2 separate regions of the Anas platyrhynchos genome follow, and region 2 is linked to region 1. A link is a contact called in public Hi-C data. All regions are on one chromosome and are shown on one strand. Each heading gives the region's core, a stretch centred on a gene start, on an enhancer-like site or on the middle of the called end of the contact. The rest is flanking DNA. Distances are from core to core; before and after follow the strand shown.

What was found. Hi-C and Micro-C count contacts between places; a contact is called where the count stands out from the background.
Region 2: a contact with region 1 is called in a Hi-C map of subcutaneous adipose tissue, with 2.9 times the contacts expected there. The contact joins the promoter of VCPIP1 here to the promoter of CSPP1 in region 1. A contact is called at or near these places in 2 of 8 Hi-C or Micro-C datasets (liver and subcutaneous adipose tissue).

Annotation. Positions count from the first base shown.
Region 1 is chr2:35,887,038-35,893,095 of IASCAAS_PekinDuck_T2T, reverse strand. It overlaps CSPP1 (centrosome and spindle pole associated protein 1), which reads left to right and starts at 2,430. Exons shown (of 29, transcript XM_072034556.1): 1 at 2,430-2,563. COPS5 (COP9 signalosome subunit 5) reads right to left here and starts at 2,454. Exons shown (of 8, transcript XM_005019340.6): 1 at 2,148-2,454; 2 at 1,842-2,076. The coding sequence starts at 2,314.
Region 2 is chr2:36,026,460-36,032,479 of IASCAAS_PekinDuck_T2T, reverse strand. It overlaps VCPIP1 (valosin containing protein interacting protein 1), which reads right to left and starts at 2,762. Exons shown (of 3, transcript XM_021272326.4): 1 at 1-2,762. The coding sequence starts at 2,599. LOC140001861 (a long non-coding RNA gene) reads right to left here. Exons shown (of 3, transcript XR_011807482.1): 3 at 3,201-6,020.

The DNA.
Region 1 (6,058 bases), core at 1,181-3,680:
CTACATGCTAGTTCTTAACCAAGTGCTGTCTGTTTCAATTATCAGATGCTTCATTTTGCCAAATACTAGGTATGTCAGGATGAGATAGAACACACAGACTACCTTCCGAACTGAAGGTTTATTTTGTTTTTGAAGTGGTGAATAATATTTATATTTTCTTGCAACTCTCATTTAAGAGAGTCAAAGAGAACAACAGCACACTAATGCACGTGTATTATTATTCAAAGCCAACTAACACTGTTTTTTAAAACCATGTCTATATCGGATCCTGCCAATAGAGAAGCAAATAACTGGAACGTTGGCTTCTGTAAAGTACTTATGCAGGGGGATATTATCAACTTGCAAGCTAGTGAAAAAGAGTTATTCCAGGCACAACTGCTTGCCAAAATCAAATGTGAACAGTCAGCATGCAAACTCTGTCAGAGCACCAGTAAAGCTGAATTACTGTATTTGCACACAAGTTCAATTTCAAAATAGTGAAACTATACGTGAAACTGCACAACATAAACAACCGGAAAAAAAATCTTATCATATGAGCGCTCCCACATAAGCATGCACTGTTTTCAAAATCTAATGAAGTAATTGCAAATAGAAATACTCATATTATGATATATAGTTATTAAATTGAAACCCATTATTTCTACCTAAGAACTGGATACTACAAATACATCTTTAGATAAAAACACCTTTTCACATTCCATACTTTTCTGCAACAACAATATTAAAATCATGATGTTAAGTTTCCAGATAAACCAGATTAAATAAATTATTTTGAAATTTTCTCATAAACAGGGATGAAAACTTCCCTCCCCTCAAAAAAGCCCTAAAATATACTTTCCTTTGTATTGTTTACTTTTTTCTGACATTATGATCCAGCCTAATTCACATTTATTTAAATATATTTAACTAGATATAAAGCTGTGAATATAAGTACAATTCTCCAAAATAACCCAAGTACTTGCTTCGTTATCTCCAGTGACTTGGTAAGAGTCCTCTAATTTTAGATGGTTTATAACACTTCTGCGATTAAAGGAAATCAAAGGATAAACTAGGCCTCAAACTATTTGAGCTTGGACAGTTAAGAGGGATTTCAATGCTTATTCATGGTGTAAGATTGCCCTGTAGTGGAGAAGCATACCAGTATCTGCACGTGAGATTTTTTATGGCATGCTCAGGCTTAACCTGACATGCCCAGGAGTACAAGGTGAGGAAATGGGGACAGACTTTGAGTTAATTATCTACATTTCTGAACTATAAATCTGGATAATTAGGTCGCACTAGAAGTTATTTATCCTTTCAGTGGCTTTTTCCTCTAGAATTGTGTTTTGTTTATAATTACAGAAAACAGCAGAGCTGCTAGGCAGTGAGACTTTGGAAAGCAAGAAGGTGTGAATAAATATCATCTTACTGATCTATAAATAATAAAATACTTTTTGCGAGAAAATTACTAGGCTATATTTAATTCCGCAAACTGCTTTTAGAGAAGACATGCGTGAGAGTTTAGAAACACGCTCCCTTCTTGTTCCGTTGACAAGCCACCAGCCACAGAAACACCTTCTGAGCAAGATGAGTTGTGAGGAGGGAGTAACCCAGGTCCTGAGGAAGGAGTAACCCAGGTTGTGAGGAAGGAGTAACCCAGGTCCTGAGGAAGGGGCAACCAAAACCGTGAGGAGGGCAGGCAGACAAGCACCTGCTGACGGAAACCAGCGTGTTCAGGGGGCCCTGCCACAGCTCCCCGGCCACCTTAGGGCAGACACAAGGCGAATAGGCCACCGGAGCAGCACGGGGAGCAGGCAGGGGCTCCCATGGCACCCATGCAGGCGGTGAGGAGCGTCTTTTACCTGCTTGGCGTTCTCGATGTAGGCCGCCATGTACTCGTAGGCGGCCGCCTGGGCGTTGACGCGGGTCTCGGTGCCCTCCACCGGCAGGGCGAAGCTGTCCATGATGATCATAGTCTCGCCGTCCACCTTGCCCAGCATGAGCCCCATCACCTCCAGGTTGCCCCCGGACCTGGCGTGCATCACCATCTTGAGGAGGGCCAGCGCCGAGATCTTGCAGTACTTGAAGTAATGGTGGCTGGAAGAGAGGGGCGCTCAGACACAGCCCCAACCCAGCCCCCCGCTCCCTCCCCACGGCCCCGCTCTCACTCCTTGGTCCAGGGCTTGGCCGCCAGGATCTCCTGCTGCTGCTTGCGGTCGTACTTGTAGATCTCGTCGATGCTCTGCGCCTCCTGCATGTTGTTGGCCAGCTCCCACGTCTTCTGCGCCATCCCGCTCCCGGAGCCGCCGCTCCCCGCCCCGGCCGCCGCCGCCATCTCCCCCCCTCCCCTCCCCTGGCTCCCGGCCCGGCTCGGCTCGGCCTCCTCTCGGCCACCGGCGGAAGCAGGAGGCGCTGGGGGAAGGCGGAGAAGGAGCGGCGGAGCCCTGCGCCCCCAGCGGGCGGCGGCCGCTTCCCCGTCCCCTTCTTTCCCCGCTGCGGGGCCCGCCGGAGCCGCAGAGGGCGCTGCCGGCCCCCGGCCGCCGCTTTCCGGGGAGGCGGCGACGGGAGCTGAGGGCTGCCGCCGGTGAGCGGGGCGGTGGGGAAGGGGGAACGGGCACCGGGCACCCCCCCGGGGGTGGTTTTGTGGGGCCGGGGAGCCGAGGAGGGCTCGGGCGGCCCCGGTGGGGGGCAGCGAGCCCCGGGCGGCTTCCCGGGGGGAGCCGCTGCCTGCGCGGCCGTTGCCTGACAACGGGGCGCCGCGCCGGGGGGGAGCGCCTCACAGCGCCTCAGCGTGCCCCGGGCAGGGTCCGGTTTGCTTTGCTTTGTTTTATTTTGTTTTGTTTTGTTTTATTTTGTTTTATTTGGGTTGGGTTTGTTTTGGTTTGGTTTGGTTGGGGTGGCAGCAGCAGGCCGAGGGAGGGGGGAGAGGCGTTGCGCCGAGCTGCCGCGGGGGGAGAAGTGAAGCTCTTCCTTCCCCTGAAGGTTTCCCCAAATCGCCTTCTTGCCGGCCCAACAGGCGGGTTCTGGAGGAGGTAAACTCGTAGGGTGAGAGGAGGTAAACTGGTGAGGCTCGCCGGCGTGGTGCGTTGGTCATTAATGCCCTTCGTAGTTGCGAAACACCTCGTTTTTAATTGGAGTTTATTCGTGAGCATCCAGACCGTGGGTGTTTTGTGCTTTTTCAGATAAGAATCAAAAAGAAAGGAAGGTGAGAGATGCAAAGCCCACTCTTCTGACAGCGAGAGGTTCTTCTGCATGCTACTCAAAGGGAGGAGAGAGAAGCAGCCAGTGCTGCCTGGCCTCAGGGTGCAGGAGGCTCAGGGAAAGCTTTAAAAAATATTTCTGAGTGAAGCAATTATGAGGCCACGTAACCTGTAAGTAGAATTACTACACACGACATATAGCAGCTTCTTTAAAACACTTCACTCCCCTGCTGCCCTTGCTGCAGTTTATATGGAAGGGAATTGCCACTTGTCTGGCTTTCCTGATGCACAAAGTAGACAGGATCTGCCCAATGACAGGGGCTGATTTCAAGTCTTCTGCCCTTGCTTTCTTGAGCAAACACAAGAGAAAGAAAGAGTAAAAAGGTGAATGTTTCTTTAGGTGATAAAATAGATGCACAGTATGCAAACAGGTACAACACACACAAAATAATACATATGCTAATAGGCGGTTTGAATGTCCTGAATGCAGACATACATTATTAACTGTGTTTGGGTGTAGATCCAATATCCATCTCTGTTCAAACTTGACTTCTCTTGAATGTCTGTGTGCTTTCCACTGCCTGGTGTATTTGACCAAGTTGAAGTCTATGTAGCTGGCTTTGTAGTTATTTGGAATTGCTTTTATGAAACAATACAATTTAAAAGAAGTAGGCTATGAAAAAATGAAGTTATATCTTCTTGAAAGTTAAAATATATAAAATATATGTTTTCTTCGGGGCTTTTTCCAACACTAGTTGAATAAATAGTATATTTAATGTAATTTTCATTTGAATCATACAGTGTTTTGCAAGTGAAAACACAAGTTTTAAACTGACAGATTTTTGCTGTCAAAAATCTATACTTTGAATAGTATTTACAAAATGCTGTTTTCCAAAAAAACATGAAAAATCTGTTGTTTGCACCTAGTAATTTTGGGGACTTGCAGTTTATTGTTAGGTTTTCACGTGGTCTCACTTTCCCTTCTGCTCTCCACACGTGCCCTACAAGCAATGCCTTCAAACTTAGTTTTGAGCCTGCTACTTTTGCTGGTAATAGTTGCAGGGGTCTAGAAATTCACACAGTCCATTCAGTCACCTTGCTAGACTGAAAATAGACTATTTTATTTAGAGGTGAATTGGTTTTAAGTTGGCAGGCTCTACCTCACTCAGTTTCTGCAGTCATATGAGGCCAGTTTGAAATTAATAGTTCACTGTGAATTTAGCACAGTAGCCTCCAATGTAGTTCATTGTGTAACTGGGGACTGTGATAGCACTCTTTTCAGATAGAAATATATAACTTTTAATTTTTTACTCTTATTAATCAGGATCTCTTTGCTTGATACAGTAGGTCATAAAAATATAATTATTCAGTAAGATATTTGCTTATGTATGTTTTCTGAACTCAGCAATGTGTCACATTCAAATTGTCAGTGCTTTGCTGATAATATATAAGAAAAGGTCTTATTTTTTTCTTTCTTTTTCATTCTCTATCAGCATAATACACTCTTTTCACATATCTCAAAGTTTCTGCTCGTGCATATTGTAGGAAAATGAAGCAGAAGGATGTAAGACATAAAACATCTAGGTATTTTCTGAGATGCATTTGGCCACTTTTCCATGTTACTTAGCAGGTGTGCTGGACCATAAGTGTGAGCTTTCTTCATGTCAACTGAATGTGTAGTTCAACTTCAAAACACAAGGACAAAACAGTTAGGGCATTATATTGCCCTTATAAGCAATATGAATAAAAGTGTGGAATGTTACAATATTCATTGTGTTCCTCATGCCAGATAGAAACTATGCTGCAAATATTCCTTTCCTTATGTAATAGCTCAGATTAGGTTTGGTACCATTCCAATACAGTGACTTAGAAACAGTTCTAGAGCTTATGAATGTTAGTGTAAATAGAGATTAAAAATTCAGACTTTAGAGTCACTAAGCCTTTGGGAAGTCTTTCTCACAGTGCCTCCTCCACACAGTAATTTATTTTCCTGTTGATGGCTCCAACTTGTAAGTTGTTTAATATGACAAGCTGTTTTTTTCCATTCATAACAGGTTTTTAATTACTCTTATGTAACTTAATAGGCTAAATAAAAGTCATCAGTGCCTGGAAACTTATTCTCTTCTCGATTTCTTTTATCTGTTATCACTATTCAAAACTAACGAGATTAAAGATTTAGGACAAATCAGATGGGGGAAATTTATTTTTGGATTTGCTTGTCCTGTATTACCACTAGGAGTTGTAAATAGGCTGTCCTAGTTCTGCCTCCTTTGTAACAATGTTAAATTTCATATTATGAATCAAAAAGAGCACTAATGTAAGACACAAAGTTTAAACCAGATGTATTCCTTAAATTCAAGTAATTGCATATTAGCTTCATTTGTCTGCAGAGGTTTTGACATTTTCTCTTCATCTCATTTTTCATAGAAAACATTTATATTATTCTCCCTGAACACATTATTCTATGTTTTTCTATTTAGTGTCTTATTCTGCTGGGCTTTCTGTCTGCGTTTTTTCATTTCCTTGACTTTCTTCCTGAAAGTGTCTCCTAATATGTTCTTATCATTGGCTTATAGTTTATTTCATATAATCTATAAGCTTTAGGAGATACTGAATTAGCCTTAATAAAACTGCTCTGCAGTCTGTACTTAGATACTGGATGTGATGGGATTGCTTCCTAAGACCTTCCTAAGCCAATGCTGGAGTTGTGTGGTTAGCATTAGAGGGATGTAAGGGTCTTAATTTTCTTCTCAGCCTCACTCTTCCTCTAAATGTAAAATACAACAGATTTTTTTATATCCATAGGATTAGTTTCACATGACTTCTCCAGTGGAGTTGGTGAAAAAGCTGAGTGGAGATTAGGATGAGTGGGCTTCTGT
Region 2 (6,020 bases), core at 1,513-4,012, 140 kb before region 1:
CGACGTCTTCATGCTTCACGGCATGGGCCGAGTGCGCTGCAGCGGGCTGGCTGCTCTCCTCCTTGCCTTTCAGGATCTCTATGGCAATTCTGTCACCATGCTGCAGCGGCACGGGCTCGTTCTCCATGCCTTCTTTGGGAGGCAGCAGCTCTTTAGGAGGAAAGCCATAGCGAATGCACTGCAAGTAGGGAGGGATATTGAATTCTCTAGCTATGCTCTCCTGCAGCTCCAGGAAGGTGGTGGTGCACTTCAGGGTCAGCATCGACTGCCTGCCATCGTTGGTCGTTATTCGGATTTTCTTCTCCTTTGTTGACGTGGGTGAGTACGGGGCTTTCGTTGGCGTAGCGGGCGCGGAGGACGGCCCCTCACGACCAGCCCCCGGGGAAGCAGTCCTCGGTTGCCCTTTATGCTCTTGTTTCAATTTTTCGCTTTTCCGTTTCTGCATCACGGAAGCCTGGTCTGCAATGTTCTGCTGAATAGTTCTTTCGGTTTTGCTCATGTTTAGCTCCTCCTTGTGCAAAGTTTTTGTCTTCTGTCCGGTCAGAATGATTTTGGTGGGAAGCTGTGCCTCTGCCTCTTGTCCTTGCTGCACCTCATCAGCTCTTTGGGCGTGGGCACCATCGATATTTACAGGGGTATAGTCGTCGGGGTTCTTCTTGGCAGTTTGATGCAATATCGTGTTGACCACTTTCTGAACAAGAATCTCGCTACCAAACTCCCCGGGGAAGTGCTTGGTCACGAGCTTCATGGCGACGTCGTACACGTTGCTGTTCAGAGAGGTGTCGCTTTCGTACTGGAACCAATAGACCGTCTCCCTCACCACTCTTCCACCCCACTCCAGAGTGATTGGGAAGGCTTCGGGCAGGTTGTCATATTCTTTGCCTTCCCAGTAGTGCTTGAACCCGCAGCCACACTTGCCGCCCGTGGACCTGGTGTTCGTTCTGTCCCCGTCCAGGTAGGAGACAGAGCCGTCCTCCCTGACGCGGCGCACCAAGTTGCCGTGGCACCAGTTGCACGCCGTCAGGCTGCTCAGGCTGTAGTCGGGCACCAGCACGTCCTTCGCTGGGTTGTAAGAGCACACCAAGCTGTTGAGGGGAAAGCTGTAGTTTTTGTCAGGCCGGAGCTGCCCGTGGGTGCTTTTCGCCAGGTTGTACAACTTCCCGCCCGGTGCCAGCCACTCTGGAGGCACGTGGTGCTCTGACAGGGCCCCGCAGATGAGGCACCTGTGGAGGCGGTTGTCCGTCACCGCTTTTTTGGCAGCTGCAGTGACTTCTTCAGGCTGGACTCCTATGACGCCAGTCCTCCTGTAGAAATACTGATGCACGTCGGCCACGAGACTGGGATGAATACCGTGTTTGCTCATGAAAACCTCCTCCATGGCAGCAACCAGCCTCATCAAGTACTTATCTTGCAGGCTTCTGTCTCCGCCGATAATGCAACCGCCATCCTCCTCCAACTTGATGTACTTTTTGATGAGGTCCTGAGGAACTCCCCAGGCTTTAGGAAGGAGCTTCCTAGGCAGTTTCGGCAAAGCAGCACCTTTTATTCCAACCAGAGGGATGTAATGGTTCCGCCCCGAACTACTCCAGGCGATGCAGATCGGCTTGTTCAGCATGCCATCCTTCCCCATGCACTTCTCCAGGGGTACCAGGCCGGGGAGGAAGGTCGCCGAGTAATCCCCGGAGCTGCGCATCCCGCTCAGGGAGTCTAACAGGATGATGGGCCGGTGAAGCACGTTGGCCAGCCCGAAGATGTGGATGTTCCTCAGGCCCATCGGCACGCCTTCCGGCGGCACGAACAAGGGGTCGCACTCGTTGATGATGTCCTCCCACTCGGCCGCGTCGATGAAGTCGTGGAAGAGCGCCTTGTAGTGGCTCAGGTTCTCCTCAAAGTGCTTCTTCAGGTTCTCCCGCAGCGCGTGCCAGAACAGCTCCCGCCCCACCAGCGCCCGCGACACCGCGTGGACCAGGCAGTGGCCGTCGCCGTCCACGTGGACGGGGATGAGGCACTCCTGGCTGTTGTTGGCCTTCTTGATGTCCTCCAGGGTGTCGTGCAGGTACACCAGGCTGCCCGAGCGGTCCTTGCCGTAGCCCACGGTCTCCACGTGCTCGGGCTCGATGAGGAAGGCGCGGTCGCCCAGCAGGGAGCAGTCAAACACCTCCCCTTGGTTCATCTCCCTCAGCAGCTTGGCCTTGCCCGTCTGCTTGTCCATGCCGTAGCGGGCCAGGATGGGGGCCAGCAGCTTGCAGTGGTAGTTGGACAGCCCCATCACCTTCACCAGCTCGGCGCTGCGCCGGGCCGGGCCGGCTCCCAGCAGGGCGCTGCGCAGCAGGTTGTGCAGCACCACGTCGGGGTCCGGCACCTCCTCCACCGCCAGCAGCTGCCGCTGCTCGTGGCGCCGCCCGCACTCGGTGCACTCGATGCTGCCGCCGCCCTGCGGCCCGGCGGCCGGGAAGAACAGCCGCGCCTGGCATTTGGGCTCGGGGCAGGTGCCCGAGAAGATGCGCCGCTCCCGCTTCTTGCCGCCGCCCGCCGCCTGCTGCTGCTGCGCCGGCTGCTGAGGGGACGGCGGCGGCGGCTGCTGCTGCGGCTGGGACATCGCCTGCGGGACCCCCGGCTGCTCCTCACGGGCTCCCCGCCGCCTCCTCCCCCTCCTCCTCTTCCTCCTCCTCCTCCTCCTCCGCCAGCCGCCGCCGCCGCCGCCGCCCGCCGGCCCCCATCCGCCGCGGAAGCCGCCGGCCCCGCCGCCCGTTTGGCCGCAACGCAACGGCCGCTCGGCCCCTTCCACGCCGGCCGCGCAGGCGCCGCGCTGCCCGGGGCCGTCGGGAAAGGGAGTCCCGGCGCCGCAGAGGGGAAAGGGGAGGGCGGCGCGCCCGGACTACAAGGGCCGTGGTGCAGTGCGGCGCGGGGAGGGCGAGGGAGGGGTGAGGAAGGCTGGCCGCGCTGCCCCGTGGGGTTGTGGGAGTTGTAGTCCGCCCCCCCTTCCTCTCCTCCCCGTGGGGCTGGGTGGGATGGCGGGCACAGCCTCAGCTCAGCGCGGCGGCTGCACAGCCGTGGGCAGCTCGCCCTGCTGCCTCGCTGCGCCTCCTCGCAGCTACAGGAGGAGGAAATACAATTGAAAAGGGCTGCTGGGTTGAGATAAGGGCAGGGACATTGCTCACTGAGTACTGTCACAGGCAAAGCAGACTGAGCACAGGGAGATTCATACATTTTATTGACTGCTAATAACAGACTAGAGCAGTGAGAAACTCAAAGCATACTAAATACACCTTCCCTTCGTCCACCTCCTTCTGCATCCTCCCCCTGAGCAGTGCAGGTGAACGGGGAATGGGGGCTGTGGTCAGTCCCTGACACTTTGTCCCCACCACTCCTTCACAGTCCCTCTCTGCCCCTGCTCCCCATGGGGTCCCTCCCACGGGATGCTGCCTTCCCCAACTGAGCCTGCGGGGGCTGCCCACAGGCAGCAGCTCCTCAAGAACTGCTCCAAATTTGGGTCCGTAACATAGGGTCCATCCTTCAGAAGCGGACTCAACGGGTCCCTCAAGAGCAGCAGCTCCCACCACATCCACCTGCTCCACCAGGGGCTCCTCCACCCATGGGGGACTGCAGCCTGGAGATCTGCTCCATGTGGGACCCATGGGCTGCAGGGGGACAGCCTGCTCCACCAGGGGCCTCTCCCTACACAGGCTGCAGGGGAACTGCTGCTGCCTGCCTGGAGCACCTCCTGCCCTCCTGCTGCACTCACTCTGTTGTCTGCAGGGCTGCTTCTCTCACATTTTCTCACTCCTCTCTCCCAGCTGCTGTTGCACAGCAGATTTTCCCCTTCCTTCAATCTGCTCTCCCAGAGGCCCAACCAGCCTCACTCCCTGGCTTGGCTCTGGCCAGCAGTGGGTCCCTTTTGGAGCCAGCTGGAGCTGGCTCTGATCTGACACAGGGCAGCTGCTGGGCTCTGCTCACAGAGGCCAGCCCTGCAGCCCTCCTGCTACCAAAACCTTGCCAGTAAACCCAATACAGGGCAGAGCCCCGAGGGCTTCCCAGCCACGGAGTTTTTCAACAAGCATCTCTGAACCTGCCTGTCCTCCCTGGCCAACCCTGGGCAGCTACACCAGGCCCTGCCCCAGGGGTGAGTGGTGGCCATGGAGGTGTGCCCCAGCTGCCAGCTGCAGATAGGAGACACAGGAGGCCTCAGGGTGAGGTGTTAGCGCCAGTGATCCCGCCTGCTGGCGTCACACACACAGATAATGAGGGAGCGGAGGCCGTGTGGGCCTTATCTCCAGAAGCCATCTGAAATGGTACTTCACAGGCTGGGAGATGAGTGCCTGGAGAGCAGCTCAGCAGAAAGGGATCTGGGGGTGCTGGTCAGCAGCAGGCTCAACACGAGCCAGCAGTGTGCTCTGGTAGCCGGGAGATCAAACTGCATTTGAGGATGCATTAAACACAGCACAGCCAGCTGCTCAGAAGAGGTGAATCTCCCACTAAATTTAGCATTGGTGCAGCCTCACTTTGAGTATTGTGTGCTGGAGAAAAGGAGGAAGAGGCAACCTCACTGCTCCTTCCTGAGGAGGGGAGGTGGGCAGGGAGGTGCCAGCCTCTGCTCCCTGGTAGGCAGTGACAGGACACATGGGAACAGCACAAAGCTGTGCCAGGGCAGGTTCACACCAGACTTTAGGGACAATTTCTTAACTGTGAGGGTGGTCAGACACCAGAACAGGCTTCCTAGAGAGGTGGTTGATGCCCCAGGCCTGTCAGCATCCAAGAGGCATTTGGACAATGCCCTTAATAATATGCTTTAAATTTAGCTAGCGCTGAATGTTCAGGCAGTTGGACTCGATAGTCTTTGTAGGTCCTTTCCAACTGAACTATTCTTTTTTATTTAAAGTTTCCAACAAAAATGATAGGGAAAAATATTCACATCTTCCAGCCTGATTAATGTGGCTGGCAGCACATTCATGCAGAAATCTTAAGAGGGGTTACTTTTGGCTCACATAATTTAAATTCTCTTGAAACTCATTCCTGACAGTGATTTATCCTTTAATAAAGGAAAACAAAAGCTGAACTTGTGGAAGACAAGATAGCACCTCACTGAGGTGGCTACCCTTGATAGCATTGCCAAGTACCAGAGCCACCCCACCCAGCCCTACAAATAGAAGGACAAAAATGAGAGCTGCCTCCCTCCTCTGCCATCCCAGTGCTGTAAAGCAAACACCTGATGTTAACATCCTGGGGACTTGTTTATTCTGTACTCACCCAAATGATTTAAAATTAGACAGAGTAGAAATAATAGAAAATGTGTTTTGCTTGCACTTTCCAATGCAAACAGTGGGTTTCACTTTCATTAATCTGTGAAAAGTAGTTTATTACTGGCATTTAAATTATAAAGATTAAGATGATTAATACATACAGAAAAAACAGTGTTTGTATGCTTTATCGCAGTCTCTAAGATAAAAAATGTCTCCAGGCCTGGTCCCATGGCAGACTGAGCACTTCCACCTTCTAGCCAAGTCAGCGGAGCTGAGCATGTTCATTACCTCTTAGGTACAATAATTTGTCAAGCACAGAAAATGTATATGCAGGTGTAAATATATATATTCCTCAGTATAATCTGTTATCTGATCTTTCAAAATCTGGGACAGGTTTGAAGAGGAGAAGGTGAAAATTGTGAGACAGATTTTCATTCTTGCCTGCTACTAATTCTTATTTATGTGCACGGCAGTAGGGTAGCAGCATCACAAGGTACATAATCCTGCCAACGTGCGCTTTGCCTGAGGATAAATCAACAATCTGTGCCCATTCAACTCCTTGGCCTTCCCTACATAAGAAAAAGGAATGCAGTAAAAATGCAAATAGGGAAGCTTCTGTCTACTGTGAGGCTGTATGGGAGCTGAGGAGAATGAAGAGCATTCAGAGGGCATCAGATGGTGACAATCCTGTTGTGACCCGGCCTGCGTTTTGAAGGAATGTCTGAGAGCTTTTCTGTGCCATCATCAGTCTCTGGAGCAATCCACTTCTTCACAAATGGC